2 separate regions of the Zea mays genome follow, and region 1 is linked to region 2. A link is a contact called in public Hi-C data. All regions are on one chromosome and are shown on one strand. Each heading gives the region's core, a stretch centred on a gene start, on an enhancer-like site or on the middle of the called end of the contact. The rest is flanking DNA. Distances are from core to core; before and after follow the strand shown. Region 1 holds the start of LOC100279424 (FIP1). Region 2 holds the start of LOC100281352 (delta(14)-sterol reductase).

Region 1 (4,330 bases), core at 492-2,991, 160 kb before region 2:
AAAAAGCTGGTGTGAGCTGAGCTTTGAAAAATTGTTGTGAGCTGTGGGCTAAAAAAAATATTTGGTGGAAACCGCTAAAAGCTGCTAAAAGTTCTTCCATATATATCTACACAGTTCCATTTTAAAGCAACTAAAAGCAGGTCCAGAGATGCTTTCAGTTTTGCACTACGAGAATGCCGACTTTTAGAAAAAAATGCTTTCTAGACCGATCCCTTTGGTTTGGCTTTTGGAAGGCAAAAGCCAAAGCTAACAGTCAAACCAAACACACCCTAAAAGACTTTGTTGTAGTTCTTACTATACTACTAAGGAGATGTTTGGTTCCCCTGACTTTAGTTTAGTCCGTGTCACATCAGATATTTGAATGTCAATTATGAGTATTAAATATAGTCTAATTACAAAACTAATTACATAGATAAGGACTAAATGACAAAACAAATTTATTAAGCATAATTAATACACGAATAGCAAAAGTTTACTGTAGCATCACATGGACGAATCATGGATTAATTAGCCTTAATAGATTTATCTCGTTGTTTAGTCCTTATTTGTGTAATTAGTTTTGTAATTAGAGTATATTTAATACCAATAATACCCGATGTGACACGTACTAGACTTTAGTCAGGGAACCAAACACCCCCTAAGTAGCAACTTTGTAGCATATATACCAATCTCTATAGTATAAATAAAAAAAGTTGATAACTAATGTGCAATCACGTATTCGATATTTAGCATCCAATTGGTCATGTAATCTAAAAGTTCACACATACTTCTGATGCAAACCAGAGTACACCCTTTTTTAGCATCAAACCCAGGGTCCCAATCCCAAAGAACTCCATTGCACACACCGAAGGGGTGGGGGGCAAGAGACGCAGCCACCACGTACCTTATAAAAGGATGACTCAGTTTTGTTGTCCTCAGTCACATATTTCACAGGGCTGTCGCTACCGAATGCAATCTTGACAGTCGAGAGATACAGGACGCCCATGATTGGTCCATGCGACGTTGATAGGTAGCACACATATGCCTTGTTGAGCTTCTCATCAGGCGAGCACTCAAAAGTCTGCTGAAATATCTTGTCGTAGCCACCCTCAGATATAACCTTGGATATCTGAGCAATCCTCCCCATGGCAGTATCAGTGATGCTGGGTCCAGTTTTCACTGCAGAGATGCACAGATTGAGTGTTATTATTGCAGCAACAACAGTTATGTGCGTTGATTATCTGAACATAGCAGAGTCCGCGCGCGTTACTATTAGCGTGCTTCTGATTGCAAACTACGGATCATCGTCATCTAGTATCAGTGCTCAGATTTGGTGTCAAATTGGGGGAAATCAAAGCACTCACGATGCTGCCAGACGTCGCCGGCGATGCCCTCGGTCTTGCGCGCGGCCTCGTTGAACTTCTTCCCCACCATGCCGAACATCTCCCTCAGATTCTCCCTAGCGCCTGCATGGCGGTGATCCCCCAAAACCAGAGCGATGAGGCCACAACAAACTAGGCAGTGAAACGAGATCACCAAGAAGAAGAAAAAGATAGCGCGAGGTCGAGGGGGACTCACTCTTGGCGGGCGGGTTAGGCGACGGGGCGGAGAGCACGTAGGGGTTGGCGCCGGACGGCGGCACGACAGGCGGCGGCGGCGGGGCGATGTCCTCCGGTGACAGCCTCGGGTACGCCGCGTGCTCCGCTGGCACCGCGGCGGGCGCGCTGGCGTCGGGCTTGGGATCCATGGGCGCTTGGGCCTGGGGAATGGGATCGGTGTCGGTAGGGGGAGAGGAGATGGACTATGGAGGCAGGCTGCCAGACTGGGGCGGGCGGGGTGGCCGGGTGGGATTGGGGAAGCTGTTGACTGCTCCGAGTCAGCGAGAGAGGGGGGAGTGGGGCACGAGAACGACGGGCATGAGCGCGCGACACGTGGATTCGAACGCGTGAGCAGGAAAGGATCGGGCCGTCCAAGTGGTAGCACAACACAACACCGGGACGCTGCCGCTCACCCATTTCTGTCTCACTTGTGAATGAGCTTGTGGTCAACTGAGGGCGAATACTAACCCACTTGTGACTTCGAGCCAACCTTGTAGTGCCCAACTAACCTAAGCCGGTAGTTATAGCTTCTCCTGATCATCAGTGGTGCCCAGCCAAGGACAAATGTAGAAGTCATGGATCTTGCCACTAGCAAAGGTGGTGTGTGTGAGAGAGGAGATTGAAGTAAGAGTGCAATAGTGGAGAACCGAGTGTTGACTCCATTCTGAACCTGCACAGCACTGGAGGGAAATTATGATATTATGATGTCCACTCATCCCTGAGGGGCTGGCTAGCTTGTTCGGTTAGCCGGTCATTTAGCACCGCCGGGGCAAACCTGCAAGATGGATGCAAATATGTAGTACATACCATTGACGCCAACGGCCCAACCACTGATAACCTGCCCAACACCTGCAAGCAACACACCATTAAAACCATCCCTTGCTACTACTCTGGAGTAATGCTAGAGAGCAACTACCTAGTCTAACCTCAAAAGATCTTCCACTGATGTTGGAGTCAAAAATAGCGTCATTCTTTAGCTTGTCAATATATCTATCTAACAACAACCTAATAAGAAAACAAAATAGCATTGTAAGGCATCAGATAGGAGGGCCTCAAGTATTAAAATTTATCATAGCCATGCAAAAATTGCATGCAGGTCATGGTAAAACATATAAATGTTAGAATCGCAGAAGGCAGTGACAAATTGCAATAATAAATGGGTAGCTAGGAGGGGATCATCCCTATGAAGCTCCTCAGATGCCAGAAATGTTTACCTTGTGGCTTTTTTACCATCAGGTTTGCCCATCTCTACCTCCTGGACTATCATACCATTGGCAAACGTACATGTTTGGAGTGGTTCCTTGCTATCTGACTCACTAAGTCCAGTTCTGCCTCACTTCCACTTCTGCTTATGTTATGTGCCTTCTTTGTCTTGTTCTTTTTATGGCCTCCTGCGCACCTGCCTCATCATTGTCTTTATCACTAAAATTAGGTGACAAACCTTGTCAAACGATACTGAGCCATGTGATTAACATTCCTATGTGAAAAGCATCTGCAAAGCAACATTTCAAGATACTAACATATTGTTGTCTTAGCAGATTGCTCACTGCCATCACCCCTAGAGGCACTTTTGTTCTTGTTTTTCTTTTTCTTCTGTTTTGTACTGATAGGATCAGCTGGAGAATCATGTTGCTTAACCTCCTTTTCTTCGTTGTTGACTTTTTCTGTGTTCATATCAGTGCTTTTGTCATTGCCCTTTTTCTTTTCCTTCGATGCCCCATCCATCTCAGCTTTTAGCTCCCTATAACCACAAGTAAATTTACAAAACAATGGAGCATGTTATTATGCCATGAATTAAGAAATATCTAGGGGGGAAATGTACCCTGAAGAGTCACCACAATCGCTAATGGCTCCACTTTTTCTTTTCCGATCTTCATTGCTAGTCTCCTTGTCTTTCCCCCCATTCTTGTTTGAAACCATCTCAAAACTCTTCTTTGTTTCAGAAAATGATACAGGAAAACCATCTTCATCTTCAGTTTCCAAGGATTTAGTAGGTGCATTTCTTACAGCAAACTAAAGTTGAGACTCATCACCATTTTCAAGGCATTTGCTTCTTCGATCGCTTCTGCACTTCAGCAACAACAACCTTGTCATCCTCTTCAATTTCCTCGATAACAACTGCAAAATCTATTATGGGTAAGAAACTCATAAAAATATGACGGCCAACACCTAAGGTGTATGACTTTATGAGGTAATTTTGATGCCAATTAGAAGTGCAATTCAAACTAAATGAATGCATAGTAATGAATTATTTCTTTAATGTGAATGAGATAACTTCAATGCCAATGAGAAGTGCTCGATCCAACTAAACAAAGTGGAAAGTTATAGATTAACTAACATGTCCTGCAACTGTAGCACACATAAGTCCTGTAACATTTAGAGAGTATTAAAAGAAGGTTCATGACACTTGAAATAAGCTTCATATGAAGTTCCACACTGAAATAATTGACAACAGCCATCTTCCAAACTTTTCCAAGCTTTTATCAAACCAATAATCATGTTGGCCTAAAGTAGGCATTAAATTCGCCACATACATCAAGTAAGACAATGAGAGTGGCATTCATGCTCCCTATTCCTAACTAACTCATCACCAAATTAGCAGCACAAGTACAACCAAACATGGCTAATGACCCATACTGACACTACACACAGATAATGACCCTACTAACACTAAAATCCCCAATCATTAGCAATATTAAGCAATTACAGGAACCTAAAGTTTAGGGGGTACGCATCTAAGATTTCGACTAAAC
Region 2 (4,137 bases), core at 1,489-3,988:
TTAATCATCCCACAGAATATCTCAACATATTTTGTTCAGGGATAGTAAGTTATTTGCCAATGAGAGCATGTGATATACTTACGTTGAGGTCATGAATTCTTCATGGACGAAGTAATCAATGATATACCACTGCATGGAAAAGTATAATTAATTTAACAACTAATGGGCTGAAAGATGATCAGTTAAGAAGATGGTCATGTCCAATACCGCACAAAAAAATTGGTAGAGAATGACCGAAAGATTGGCTGAACCAGCAAAGTAGCTCTTTGCAAACAAAGAGAGGTTAATAAATAACCATGCCATCATTCCTGCCCTCACAAAGAAGAATCTGCGATGATTGAAACATAGCTGTCACTAACATTTTATTGATATCAGGTTATTTGTGGCGTGGGGAATAAACAATATGAAACCATTCCACTTAAGTAAGCTAGGTATTATCCAATCACCATATACTACATGTACAAATTATTATGAGCAAAGTATCAGGTATGGGTTAACTGCATTATGGACTATGGATTTGCCAAAGGTCAAACAGATCATAATTGAATTCAATGTTTTAAGGCGTCGCCTAGGCAACCAGGCGCTCGGATAATTCTAGGCGCCTTGCCCGCCTAGGCGTTGTGATCATGTTTACATGCTTGCCTTACCGCCTTAAGAACACTGATTGAATTATGGTCTTACACCAATCAACCGTTAACAATTCTGTCGTGGTAACTGGTAACCCTGTCCTATTTCAAAATTTCGATCCCATATGCTAGGCAAAAACACAGGAAAGAAATTGCTAACATACTTGAGGTCAACTTCCATAAAATGAGGATTAAGTTGCACTCCAAACCACCTATTAAACAAAGTCATCAGCACAAAAAGTGTCGTTGTTAACTAAAAGAGAATTGCAATAAAATACACGGCCAGTGAAATATTCTGTTTGCTTGATCTTTCAATAATAACAAGAATTTGTAGACAAGAAAACTTATGTGTCAAAAATAAGCGAGTCATAGTTTTATATACAAACACAATATAGAGTTTTCTAGAAGTACCAATCTTGCATGAAGCTCCCACTAACATGTGGTCTCAAAGAAGAACTTTTGTGGCCGGACTTGATGCCGGCAATGTAGAGTGCAAAAGAAACCTGAAATCAAAGAGTGATGCATGAACAGCCAATCAAATAGCTTTCAATATAGTATAGTTTGTGGTAAAATGTAACTGAATACTGCATGATGAAAATATGAACGATGCTGAGCAGACAGTTGCATGCAATTTTGATCAAGACCAAACTAGTGGAAACATTACGTTCAGGTTTGTCATTTTCTTGTGAATTTCTGTCCAAGCTAAGGATGGACAATTAATTTGAGGAAACTGTTTGTTGTAACAAAATGTATTGACAGCCAACAGTTTGTATGCATGAGGCACACTCGTGACTGAGATAAAATTGAGAAAATTTAGAAGTACTTTAGGATGTAACACTCCTGAACAGACATTAAAGGACTCATTGGCGTGGAGTTAAGATCAGGTTTATCAGTCAGACACATGCAGGGGGGTCCTTTCATTTTCCACAATAGCACGGTGGCACGCCAAATGTATATCAAGTAGTTAGAATATTCATAATCAAGTGCAGGTGATCCAGTAAGGTCCAAGGTAGCACTTACAATGACACTAAAAATAAAGGTCACTGACAGAAGTTCGAGTCCCATGTCAGCTACAACCTGCAAGCATTGACAAATGACAAACAATATGTTGTTGATCAACTTGGCACACCTATGTCAATTCACATTGACAATAAATCACAATAAAAATTTCACTACGCTCGCCCATCTGAAAAGGATTGTGGCTCGGTCCTTGTTGAACTGGAGTACAATTAGTACAGCAGTTGAGCAGAAGAACACACCCAGTGCGCAAGGCACGAGGACTGGACACAGAGAGGCAAGACCGCAAGAGCTCACCGTGGGAGACATCCACCCCATGTAGACACCGAACGCCGAGAGTCCCAGCAGCAGCAGGAGCGAGAGCAAACCTGCAAGCCACACGAGAATCAAGGGAAGGCGATCGAACAACTCAGCCGGCTGCCCAGAGGATTCAGGGAACAGCGGCAGGAGGAGGTACCGTTGCAGCGATAGTGGAGGCGAGAGGAGTCCGGGAGTAGGGCTCCGTCGACGAGCTTCCCTGGGAGGATGGCTCCAGCGGCGGCGAGATACCCGAGGTAGGCGAGGAGCACCACCACCTGCGCAGCAAAGAGCGAGCACACAAGTACACAGTGAGCGATCCATGTGCAGCAACCCGCAGCAGACCAGAGGAACAACGGTCGCGAGCGATGAGCGACGAGACACCACCGCGCTCCCGGAGGGCACCAGCGTGGGGAGGACGGCCGCGGCGGCCTCCATTCTCCGTCACGGCAGGGATCTCGTGGTGGCCTGGTGGCGCCTACGGTTTCTGTGGGCGTCGGCGGTGGAAGCCTAGCGGCCTAGGGGTGGCCTCTGGCCTAGGGACGGGCGGCCGGAGGCCGGCGTTTGCTGCCTTGCTGGAGGGCGGCGGCAGCCAGGCTGGGGCAGGCGACTGAAGTCTTGCTGGAGGGCTGGAGGCAGATAGTCAAGCAGGCGACGCTGCGACGGTAGGGCCTAGGGCCGGCGGCTTGCTGGCGGCCGTGTGTGTGGAGCAGGGGTGCTGTGGAGCCAGGGAGGTGGGGTCGGGATCGGGATCGGGATCGGCGGCCGATCGGGACTTGGGGTCGCGGGTGGCTGTTGTGCCTGGGAGTGGGACCATGGGATTGGCAGTAGGTTAGGATGTACTCCGTATTTGGTAATTGGTTTGACTCAACGTGTCACCTCCATTTTTTAGATCACACCGTTAAAAAAAACTACTCCGATATCTATCTCATCCCTATGTAACTCTCATCCAAATATTATAGCTGTTCTCTCACATTCCACCATGTACATTGAACCAAATACACCAACCATATAAATTCGAAGCAAAATTCGCATAAATCCGCTCAATATAGAATTTTAAATTTAAAACGAAATTCGATGTTTTCTCGACGAATTTTGTTGCAACTTCGGTAATTTCGTTGTTTCAGACAAAAAGCAACGATATCCGGTTGAAAAAACTCGGTTTTTTATTTTTATGATTTTTAGAACTTTTTGAACGGTGAACCGAATTTTTCGAAATTTACAGCGAAAACAAATTTTCGTGGGAGTTCGAAAACGAAAAAACTCTGAATTTCAGTGAGTTTCGTTCAAAAATTGCTAACAGTTGTGGGACTCGTCTCTTACAGCTTCCAATACCCCTAATCTCAAAGCATATTTAGAGAAAATTAGAAAAATTAACTCCCAACGATTCCTTAGATGGTCTCTCTATGCTTTCTCATGCGGAAAAACCATGCGGATATACATCGGCTCAATTTCTCCTAGTCGTCCTCTTTTTTCACCTTTCCCGCAGCCGCAACCTGAGCTTGGCGGCAGGCCGGCAGCAAAACATAGGGGTACAGTGCTGCGTGCTGTTTTGAAACAGTTCTACAGTGACGGCCTGACACTACACAAATTGTCAATGCTGTTATTATCGACGTTGGTCAGTGTTGACACCTTTTTCGAGCACCAAACACTCAACAAGAACCGGCGGCGGTGTTCTCTGCACAGACGCGGACGGTCCGCGACCAGGGACCGGACGGTCTGTGACCTGAAACAGAGGCTGACGTTCACTGCCTAGCGGTCGGACGGTCCGCGCGTGCGCAGGGGACGGCGAAAGGTCGTCGGCGGCGCCTGGATCTCGCTCCCGGGAGGGACCCCGTCGGGGAGGAGAGATCCTAGGAGTTGTCTAGGCTCGGCAGGCCGACCTAAACTCTTCTAATCGACGTAGAGTCGAAGAGAAGCGGAGGATTTGAGGATTGAGAAGCTAACCTAGAACTAGACTAGAACTATTCCTAATGCGTAAGGTAAAAACGAGAAATGGACTTGATTTGTTCGATTGTTGGGGGTTCAATCGGTCGTAGCCCTTCATCTATATAAATGGGAGGTCTGGATTCGCTTCAAACTGATTTCCGAGTTAATCCCGAGGTTTTAGGTAACAAATCCCGCGAGAAACTAGGAACCCTAACTGACTCTGCGCACGCGCGGACCGTCCGCGCTACCACCGCGGACTGTCCGGACC

The links. Hi-C and Micro-C count contacts between places; a contact is called where the count stands out from the background.
Region 1: a Hi-C map of leaf shows a contact between it and region 2, with 2.6 times the contacts expected there. The contact joins the promoter of LOC100279424 here to the promoter of LOC100281352 in region 2. A contact is called at or near these places in 4 of 25 Hi-C or Micro-C datasets (ear, leaf and tassel).

Annotation. Positions count from the first base shown.
Region 1 is chr2:218,734,758-218,739,087 of Zm-B73-REFERENCE-NAM-5.0, reverse strand. It overlaps LOC100279424 (FIP1), which reads right to left and starts at 1,741. Exons shown (of 4, transcript NM_001152434.1): 1 at 1,558-1,741; 2 at 1,344-1,445; 3 at 884-1,158. The coding sequence starts at 1,726. It also overlaps the pseudogene LOC109944404.
Region 2 is chr2:218,575,648-218,579,784 of Zm-B73-REFERENCE-NAM-5.0, reverse strand. LOC100281352 (delta(14)-sterol reductase) reads right to left here and starts at 2,738. Exons shown (of 13, transcript NM_001154270.2): 1 at 2,328-2,738; 2 at 2,101-2,218; 3 at 1,941-2,011; 4 at 1,647-1,703; 5 at 1,038-1,129; 6 at 791-838; 7 at 208-328; 8 at 83-129. The coding sequence starts at 2,378.